2 separate regions of the Oryctolagus cuniculus genome follow, and region 2 is linked to region 1. Evidence: chromatin contacts called from public Micro-C data. All regions are on one chromosome and are shown on one strand. The core of a region is the stretch at or near the end of the contact, and the rest is flanking DNA. Distances in the headings are between cores, read along the strand shown.

Region 1 (5,085 bases), core at 1,160-3,659:
TCTGGTTTTGTTACAGTTTTTAATTGCAGATGGATTGTTAAAATTGTATACGACCAGTGTCTTTTAATATGATTAACATCCTTAGAAAAGTCACAAGAAACCCATGACAAAATGAATGTGAATATACTTTCAAAAACATTTAGAAAATTTTATCTTTATGCCTTTATCATGTAAAATTGTTTTACATTACATTAAAATTTTTCATTTAAAGAAAAATGCCATGAAACATTTGAACTGATGAGCCGTAGAATTTCAGATTTTTTTTCACTTTTAGCATGATAAATATACATCTAAATTTAAATATTGATTAATGGCCATTTATAAATTCAAGCACTACCACTGGTCAGTTTTGTATGATATAATAAAAGTATGTTATCTGCAGTCTAAGCATAGCACACTGTCAAATTCTTTTCCTTAAGGTGCATAGTAAATATACAGAATAGTCATAGGCTACTGTTTTGTAACATACTACATTTCTAATCTGTTATTCCTAACCTGTTATAAATGTTTGCAGAGAGAAAAGAATTTTTCTAATTATCTGTCAAATTATGCTAAGTTCTACAAGTAGGCATTCTAAATAAAATTTTTAAAAAGAGCCAACTGTGATCAAATGACTTTTTAATATAATATATGGTGACAATTACTTAGTTTATTTTTTTTATTTTTTCCCTTTTTCGTGGAAATTGCTACAAAAGATGGAAAAAGGCTTGTAATCGAAAGGGATTTAACAGACTCCCTAATGTGTGCTTGCCTGATGCTTTATATTCATTCTTGTATCCTTGTAACAACCTTAAGATAAGTGTAATTTAGCCCAATTTTATTCATAAAGAATTTGAGGCTTGCAGAAGTTAAATGACTAAAAACTACACAGTAACAGCAACTTGTTACTAGTATAAAAGAAAGAACATACCTTTGAATCCATGTCTCCACGGTATACTTACATAGAACTGTGAATATGCCACTTCACTTCCTAAATGTTTGGAATAATCTACTGGTTGAATCCATAATGCAACCCCATAATAATGAACAGAACCAGGAAAAAAATCTTAATATTACAGATTTATATTAAATACATATGAAAAGGTTTTTTCCTCCCTAAATCACCTAGTAGTCCATAAGGAGTCAACATGAAATGATTTCCAAGAAGCCATTGCTTTGTAGTTTTCCTCCACCATTCTCCCTTCTCATTCTTGCTCTCCCTCAGGGTCCACTTACTGATTATCATTGGTTTATCTTATTGGGAGGAAGAAAAAGAAGGGCCTACAAGTTTCTCTTATCCTTTGCCTAGGAGTAAGGAGAACCCTCCAGTGTTCAACCTCAGTGAAACATCTGCAAGATCATCTTCTTTGAGTCTAATAGGTGTTGTGCTATTATGCAAAATTAATCCGATGCATCTTATACCCCTTTCTTGACGGAATAATGTGCCAGGGGAATGGTGATCTACCACAGTAATATGATGCTTGTATTATAAATATTTGCATATTATATACCTGTAACAATGTATTTTGTAAACATTCTCCACCTCTTCAAAACCTTGAGATTTTTTACTTTTATATATGTCACTCCATCTTTTCTAAGATGAGAAAAGCAAGAACCAAAGATACTTGCTGCCATAGATGAATAAATTCCAGAGCAAACTCGGGCCTGAATCCAAAGCCCATACTCCTAATTGTGTGTGCACGTGCGATTACTAATAGTACATACTTTTTGCCTTTGGACTGTGTCCAATAATTTTTAAAGCACTCTATTGATCATCACTGTGACAAATGTATTTAAGTCCAAACACCAAACACCGATCAACCCTGCTTAAAAAAAAATTAAAAAAAAAAAAAAAAAAAAAAAGCAAATTGTGGAGGCTGGAGTTTCATTGTAGTGCTGAACCAAGTAGATGTGTCAAAGCCGGCCGCGGAAGACAAAGCGTGCAACTCGTGGTCGTGGCCAGAATTTTTCCCATCGGTCTTGCATTCCGCAACTGCTTTCGTTCTGGGAAGGAAAGCAATTGATGGGGAGTGTGGAGTGAACACGCGTGTATCCGCGCAGTTTTAGCACGTAAAAAACAGCTTCCAGCGGGAGGTGGGAAAAACAGCTGGGTTCTACTGGGTTCTACTCGCTGTGCCCATTTGCTCCTTCACAGAGGCACGGTTCCTGGGAGTCGAAGGGATATCGGGGCGGGGGGATGTGACTGAAAGCGAACGTGTTCACGCAGTAGCTGGGAAAAGACTTAAAGAGTTCAGGTTATGGGAAAGATCCGGTGATTCTCCCTCTGCGCGGGCTATGAGCCTGAGAACACCTATTCGCAGACTGACGAGTATTACCGCCCACTGGTTTGAAAGGCAGCCTGCTCGTCCAACCAAGAAGCCGACCAGTGACAGCTTCCGGTGTTGGCTCGGACTGCCGGTTTCTTCCCCGCCTTTTCCGTTTCCTGCCGCTCCCAGTCCTGTTCGATGGGGCCCGCAAGCTGGTGACGTGAAGAGGCCCAGACCCCAGGTTCTATGGCAGCCGCTGGGTCTGTGAAGGCGGCGTTGCAGGTGGCCGAGGTGCTGGAAACCATTGTGAGCCGCTGCATGGGCCCCGAGGGGCGGCAGGTTTTGTGTACGAAGCCCACCGGCGAGGTGCTGCTCAGCCGGGACGGAGGCCGCCTCCTGCAGGCGCTACACTTAGAGCATCCCATAGCCAGGTACCCGCGTACCCTTCTAGCCTAAAACCGGGCACCCCAGGCAGCCTCCCTCAGCCTCTTGTCCCGACCTAAGGCTACGCATCTGGAAAAGCTGACCTCAGTTGAGACCAGGGTACTCGGTGTTGGAGCCTTTCCCAGGGACCCCTGACTTTTATCAACTCCCAAGAACATTTCGATTTCCTCTTCTCCCCACTCCACCCAGCCCTAGAAACTTGGAATAGAAGAAAGTAACTTGGAAAAGATAAAACTAAGAATGTATATTAAGGGGACTTTTTATTTATATCTGAAAAACTTGATGTCGGTATAGGAAGCCAACCGTGTGAAAATCTGAGTTGCTTTATTTCTTTTTATGCAGGGTAATAGTGGCATGTGTTTCCAGTCATCTCAAAAAAGCAGGAGATGGTGCTAAAACATTTATTGTCTTACTTTGCCATTTGCTCAGAGGACTTCATGCAATCACAGATAAAGAAAAAGGCGATTTGATGTCTGAAAATATGCAAACCCATGGAAAGCATTGGAAAAGTTGTTGTCAGTGGAAATGTATTTCCCAAGCTCTTCTGACATTTCAGACACATACATTAGACAGTATTATGGACCAGTACTTGAGTAGACACTTTCTGTCTATCTTTTCTTCATCTGCTAACGAGAGAACATTGTGCAGGAGCTCTTCAGAGTTGCTCTTAGAAGCATACTTTTGTGGAAGAGTGGGAAGAAATAATCACAAATTTATTTCACAGTTGATGTGTGACTACTTTTTCAAGTGTATGACTTGCAAAAGTGGAATTGAAATATTTGAATTAATGGATGACTATTTTGTAGAGTTGAATGTTGGGGTCACTGGCCCTCCTGTTTCAGATTCTAAGATCATAGCGGGGCTTTTGCTTCACAGAGATTTTTCTGTGTACTGTCCAGCAGATGGTGACATAAGAATAGTGATGGTAACAGAAGCCATTCAGCCTCCTTTTACAACTTCTGGATCAGAGTTTTTTCTGAATTCAGAAACACAGTTTCAGACTTCTCAATTTTGGATTATGGAAAGAACAAAAGCAATAATGAAACATTTAAATGGTCAAAATGTAAAATTGCTCCTGTCTAGTGTAAAACAACCAAATTCAGTTGTTTATTATGCAGCACTAAATGGCATATCAGTGGTGGAGTGTTTATCAGCAAAAGAAGTTTCCCTTATCCAGAGAATCACCGATCTTTCTCCATTTGTACCACAGGCCTCTTCACAGTATGACATTTCTAACACTGCTTTGGTGAAATTTTGTAAACCATTCATCCTTAGATCTAAAAGATATGTTCATCTTGGTTTGATTAGCACATGTGCGTTTATACCACACTGTATAGTTCTTTGTGGACCAGTGCAGGGTCTTATTGAGCAACATGAGAATGCTTTACATGGCGCATTTAAAATGCTCCGGCAGTTACATAAAGATCTTGATCTAAGTTATATTAGATATGCCAGTGACCAAAATGATACATTAAGTATCCCTGTTTCCAAAAATAGGAGAGAAAATGATCAGTTAGTAGAAACTGGAAATAAATCTATACAAAGACCATATCAGGACACAGTTGTAAAGGACAAAGATGATTTGGAAAAAACTCAAACATATTTAAAAGTATACTCAAATTTGGTTGTTTCAGATATAGAATTAGAAGCATATATTCCATGTTCAACACCAGAACTAACATCAGAAGATACATTCCAAATAGATGAAACACTGAGATGTTTGTCTCCTGGAGAACACAGGATAATTGGTGATTGTGCCCCATTAGCGGAGGGTAATTCCATTGCCAATTCAACAACAGAAAACATGAGAACAGAAATATTTTGTGAAAACTTACAGATCACAAAAATTACTAGAAAACAGAGCATGTCGCCAGTGAAATACAACTCACTAGATGAGGGTACTTGCCAGAGTTACTATTCCTCATCTATACCAGCAGGTTCTGTTTTGCCAGTGGGTGGCAACTTTGAAATCTTGTTACATTACTATCTAACCAAGTATGCCAAAAAATGTCAATCATCAGAAGAAACCATGGTTAGTATGTTAATAGCTAATGCACTTTTAGGCATTCCCAAAATCCTCTGTAGGTACAAGAACGGAAAGTACAGCTTTCCACACCTATATTTAAAAGCTCTCCATGCACTGGAAACCAATCAACCTGTGGTAAGCAGTCAGACAGGTTTAGAATCAGTAATTGGTAAATACCAGTTATTAACTTCAGTTCTCCAGTGTTTGATAAAAATATTGACCGTTGATTTGATAATCAGTATTAAGAGACAGCCTCAGAAAGTTCATCATCAAGATTCAGAAGATGAACTATAACTGCAGAAATCTTTATTAATCCAATTCAAGCCATGAAGTAAAGCAGGGATGTGATTACTAATTCCCAGGTCAACT
Region 2 (5,085 bases), core at 1,532-4,031, 200 kb before region 1:
TGCCCTGGGATTTTTTTTTCTTTTTTTCTTTTTTTTTAAGATTTAATTATCTATTTGAAAGGCAGAGGAGAGAGAGAGAGAGAGAGAGAGAGAGAGAGAGAATATCTTCCATCCACTTGTTCACTCCCCAAATGGCTACAACAACTGGAACCGGACTGGGACAAAGCCAGGAGCCAGGATCTTCTCGGTCTCCCAGATGGGTGCAGGGGCACAAGGCTTGCACCATTCTCCATTGCCCTCCCAGGCACAATAGCATGGAGCTGGATGGGAAGTGGAGCACCTGGGACCAGAACCGGCACCCACATGGGCTGACAGCGCTGCAGGCCGGGGTTTTAACCTGCTGTGCCGCAATGCCAATCCCTCTGGGATATACTTTAACATAGCAAATGGAAGTTATTCAATCTTTTTCCAAGTGCTAGATCGCATATTAGTTTCTGTTGATGTTGTTGTGACATTGAAAACATTAGATTGAATGGTTCTCTCTTGGAATCATAGTATATTCAGTTTAAAAGGATCTGAAAAACAGATTTTTCAATGGTAGTGTATTGATACACTATTGTGTAGCAATCATTTTTGAAGTATGTCAAAATCATTCATTATTCATGACAAGTAACTATTACTAGGCATAATTGCAGTTTAGAAGATTGTGAAAGATACATTTATATTTGTTTCCCAATACTATCTTTACTTTCACTTAATTGTTTATTTTTTGAGTGAAGTTGAAATGAGTTAGACTTAGTTTGTCAAGAATTTGCACAATCCTTGGCATACTATGACTGTTTTAAATGTGAATGTCATCTACAGGAATAAAAAGGTTGAGTATCATTCTTGTAAGAGCATGTAGCACAACTCCCTGTTCTTATCAGAACCTGAAATCCAGAAAGTAATTGATCCAGTCATACATCTAATTAGGTAAGCATGCAAAACAGGCCTCCTGGCTTCTAGTATTACTGCTTTTCACTCCAACAAATGATCAGATTTTCAAGTTAATATAAGAAATTGGAGGTGAGACAGGAGAGAATTAGGCAAGACAATTTGCCTCTTTTTCTAATCTTTAGCCTCAGTTCCTAAAAATAAAGGAAAAGTTCCCAAAGTAAAGGAAAAGTACCAGAGAAAGAGTCCAGATGGTATATTTTGCATGTTATCTACACTCCAGGAACATTCTTTCTCAAATCAGTTTGATTGCAACTCATATTAAATACAGTTTAAGTTCCAACGTAGGCCATACTCTCACCACCACCCCCCATACCTGAAACAAAAGTTTCATGAAGCAATTCTTGCCCTTACTAGATACTATGCATTGTTTCATCTTCTATATCATTCTAGCCCATCTCAATAAAACATAAAATTGATTTTTGAGTCACAATTTGAAAATCACTGCTTTACAAAATAGGAGACAGATTTCAATCTATGACACACTCCAAAGTTACGAGGTTTGCTGAAATAGTTTCACAGAATAATAAACTTCTCTCATATTTATCTGAAGAAAAGGTACAATCTCTCAGACTTGAACCGAACTTGTTTAGAATCTTTTCCCCATTGGAACATCAGTTCATTACCATATCCCCCAGATTCTAAGGCTCATTGTCTTTCACATATTAACATCTCTGAACTCAAGTTTTGTCTTAAAAGATCTGTGGCACTGCATAATTTAATTGGCAGTGTTTCTTTTCTTGGGTAACAAAAAAAATGGTGAGTCTTAAAAAATCTATGACTTTTTAGAACTGCTGTGAAATGTATTAAGAATAAAGAGTACATAGGCCAAATTCTACTGCTTATTCATTGGACAGTATACGGCTGAGCAGAACGCCATCTGACTTCTCGTCAAGTAAATGTATTGATATGAGAGTTGCTTAACCAAAATATCCAATAATTCTAGGCTAGAAAGAAAAACCAGTTAGGAACTGAGTTTATTACAGAAAGCTTTCTCATTTTTCTCGCCAGCAGGGTTTGAGTATGATTTTTCTGCTCTTTTGTGTCCCTTATTTCTGTATTGTTACTTTTTCTTTTGGGATTGGCACTTTTAGCATCTTAAGCTTTTCCTCTCATTAGTGATGTCGAGAGGGAGGGTTCCTTGGGTCATAGTTTCCAAAAACGAAGGCACAAGGTTAAACCCAAACCAAGAATTAGCCTTTATTTATTTTAAAAATGGAATGCAAATTCCTGTGAATGTGTTTACACTTCCACCAACCCACCACGCTGTAAAACTTAATGACTGTACCACTGGCACGAAGGATCCTGAACATGACTAGGAACGAAAATATGCTTGTGAGGCTATTTTCATCCCCAGCGCGACCGAAATACAGCAGTTTCCTCAAATATGAACACGTCTAATGGGGAAAACAATACTAAATGCCACAGTGAACGTGCTACTAGAAATAGGAACAAGCAGTTACTGCTTTCCAAGCCAGACATTCTATACCACGACGCCTTCCCCCACCCTTATTTGGCTAAAACTTTAATCCAGCCCAAGGCTGAGGAAGCCAATCTCCCCGCTCGGGCCTCAGAGGTGGGGGTCTTCACGGGGCCCTGATCTCCACAGGTTAGGAAGGGCCCAGTTCACCTGACTCAGAAGGCCTGGCCTTCACAGGTGAGTGGGCTCCGGGCGGACGGAGGTGGGGGTCCCAGGCCGAGTCACGCTGAGGGGGCCACTCACTCCGCCGGGGTAAAGCTCAGGCAGAACCTGCGGCTGACAGTTGCTCCCGCGCCCCCCGCCCCCGCGCCCCGTCACGTGACGGGAAGGGGGTGTGGCCGCAGCCCGCGAGCCGGGGGGCGGGGCCGCGAAGGGGAGGGCGCTAGAATGTGAAGGATCGTGGCGGCCCGGGGTGCCCAGAAAGGCGGCGACGCGGCCGATGACAACATTAGGCCGCGACGCGTTCCGGGCTGGGCGGCGGTGGTAGCGGCAGCCCGAGGGGCTGTAGCGTTGGTTTCAGCCTCCGCCGGAGCTGCCACCGACAGCAGGCAGACGGAGGGAAGGTGGGGGCCCACCCTGGCCGGAGGACAGCCGGGCCGGAGTTCCCGCCCTCCTCGCGGGCAGCGCCTCCACGGCAGCTAGACTGCGCCCTCAGCCCGGGCTCGCCCCCTTGCCGCCAGCGACAGCGGCCGAGAGAAGTTGGGGGTCCCACCGATCGCGTGCAGGGGCCCGGACCCCGGCGCCGCCCCGACCACCACCGAGGAACCGGCTCCCTGCGTCCCGCCTCTCCAAGGGCTCCACCTCGGTGAGTATCGCGCCAATCCCTGAGTTGGGGGGCGGCGGGTCGGCACCCGTCCAGGCGACTGCGCCCCGTTTCCCCCACGATCTGAGTGGAAGCTGACGGGGGCTCCGGGTCACCCCGCGCCGAGGAGTTCCGCTTTGGCTCCTTTGTCCCCTTGTTGAGTGGGGGATTGGAAAGACTGGCGGGGGTGGAGTGTTTTGGGGCCCACAGTAGGAGCGTCTGCAGTCCTACAAAGCCGCGGCGGGGGAAGCGGGGGTGGGGGGCGGTTCCAGCTTCCCGACCGCTGGGAGCGTCCGACCCTTGGCGAAGTTTGGCCGAGCAGCCGGCGGCGTCTCGCCGGAAGCCCCCCGCACCCAGGGGAGCTGGCGCTTTGTCGCCAGGCGCGGTGGAGGCGAGGCTCCCGTTTTCCTGTGACAGCCCCGGCGGAGGCTGTGCGGCTCACCGCAGACCGCACCCGCCCTTGCAGAGCCCAGTGACAGGGTGGTGTTCCTCTACACCTCGGTTTGTAATGTAGGAGGGAAGGCGAAGCCTTTGCTGTACTTTTGGATTTCATGTTTGTTTCTGAACGCTCTCTCAAGAGTGGGATCAGGTTGCAAGGAACCTCACATGGAGCGTGCTTTTGTTTCAGCGAGCCACCCACTCAAGAGTGGCTGCGTGGAAGCAACAGTATATACAGATTTTCCATTCACAAAAGTCATTGAACTCTCTTCGTGAGAGACATCTGCCTTGCAGAACACAACCTAATTTCATTTTATCTAAATGTTCTCTGAAATAATAGGTGACTTGGGCTCCTACTTGAACAGATAGGAAAACTGATGATATAAGCACATTTGCTTTAAGTGCATAATTTAATAAAGTTTTTGCCTTTCTTCTGCTGGAAGACTTAAATGACGTCTTAGTAGTATTAAAATGCCCTGTGTGTGGCAGTTTTTAAGATTAACTTCCCTTGAAACTTAGCCCAACTTAGTACCACTTCAGGTTTTTTCAGACTCATTGAAAACAATTTTTGCCTCTTTAGTGTTCCGGAAAGAGCAAGAATTTTGGAGCCACATGAGTGAATTGCAAGTTAGGTTTTCTGCATCACATAGAGTTTCATCTAAGCTTGGTTATGTTGAGACTGTGATCACTTTCTATGCTTGCCAGAACCTGTTAGGCTGTGCAGTTAATAAGGTCATGCTGTTTTTATAAAACAGGTTGGAGAACGAAGAGTAAAGCCATGCAATGTAAAATACGCTCTACTAAAAGTACAACTAATTTCAAAAATTTTTTACACCTTTTTTGTTTTGTTTTGATAGGAACAATGTCTGGAATGATTACAGCATGTCTTCAAATTGTTGAGAAAGAGAGTAGATGAAATATAAGAACCACCTTTTAGGTCTTTAATTATGGAGATTAAGTTGTGGTCAAATTCCATATGAACCGTTTGAGCCACAATGCTCAACACAGGTGCTTTTGGAAATGCTTGTTTAATTAAAAATGGTCATGATTTTTATTTCTCTTTCATTGAATTGTAATAGTTACTGAATCTCTGATCTGTGGAAAGTTGCTGCTGTATTTTTTCAGTTGGAATATTACTGCATTTTAGAGGCCAATATGTCCTCATACTTTCATGTCACTAATAATACATTTGGTAATGCAATATTTAGTTTCTTTATTCATTTTAAAGTTGAGAGCCATAAAATACACAGTTTTGAGATCAGTATCCAATTATAGGTAATGAAGTTATGTTTTAGTTTAAGAAAAGTGCTGAAAATGCTGATTTATAATACATGCGTTACAAAAGGATCTTTTTTCAAAAGGACTAATTCCAGGGTTTTAAACAGTGAATGCTCTTAGTATATTTCAACTTATTTGGTTCATAAATAGTCCT

The links. A called contact is a pair of places that touch in the nucleus more often than the background predicts.
Region 2: a Micro-C map of ear pinna shows a contact between it and region 1, with 2.3 times the contacts expected there. The contact joins the promoter of OSBPL8 here to the promoter of BBS10 in region 1. A contact is called at or near these places in 2 of 6 Hi-C or Micro-C datasets (ear pinna and an unstated tissue).

The regions. Positions count from the first base shown.
Region 1 is chr11:78,830,358-78,835,442 of mOryCun1.1, reverse strand. It overlaps BBS10 (Bardet-Biedl syndrome 10), which reads left to right and starts at 2,409. Exons shown (of 2, transcript XM_008256823.4): 1 at 2,409-2,552; 2 at 3,033-5,085. The coding sequence starts at 3,160. The coding sequence ends at 5,010. OSBPL8 (oxysterol binding protein like 8) reads left to right here. Exons shown (of 24, transcript XM_051846453.2): 24 at 1-595.
Region 2 is chr11:79,030,511-79,035,595 of mOryCun1.1, reverse strand. It overlaps OSBPL8 (oxysterol binding protein like 8), which reads left to right and starts at 2,781. Exons shown (of 24, transcript XM_051846453.2): 1 at 2,781-3,218. It overlaps LOC138844399 (a long non-coding RNA gene), which reads right to left and starts at 2,732. Exons shown (of 2, transcript XR_011380172.1): 1 at 2,564-2,732.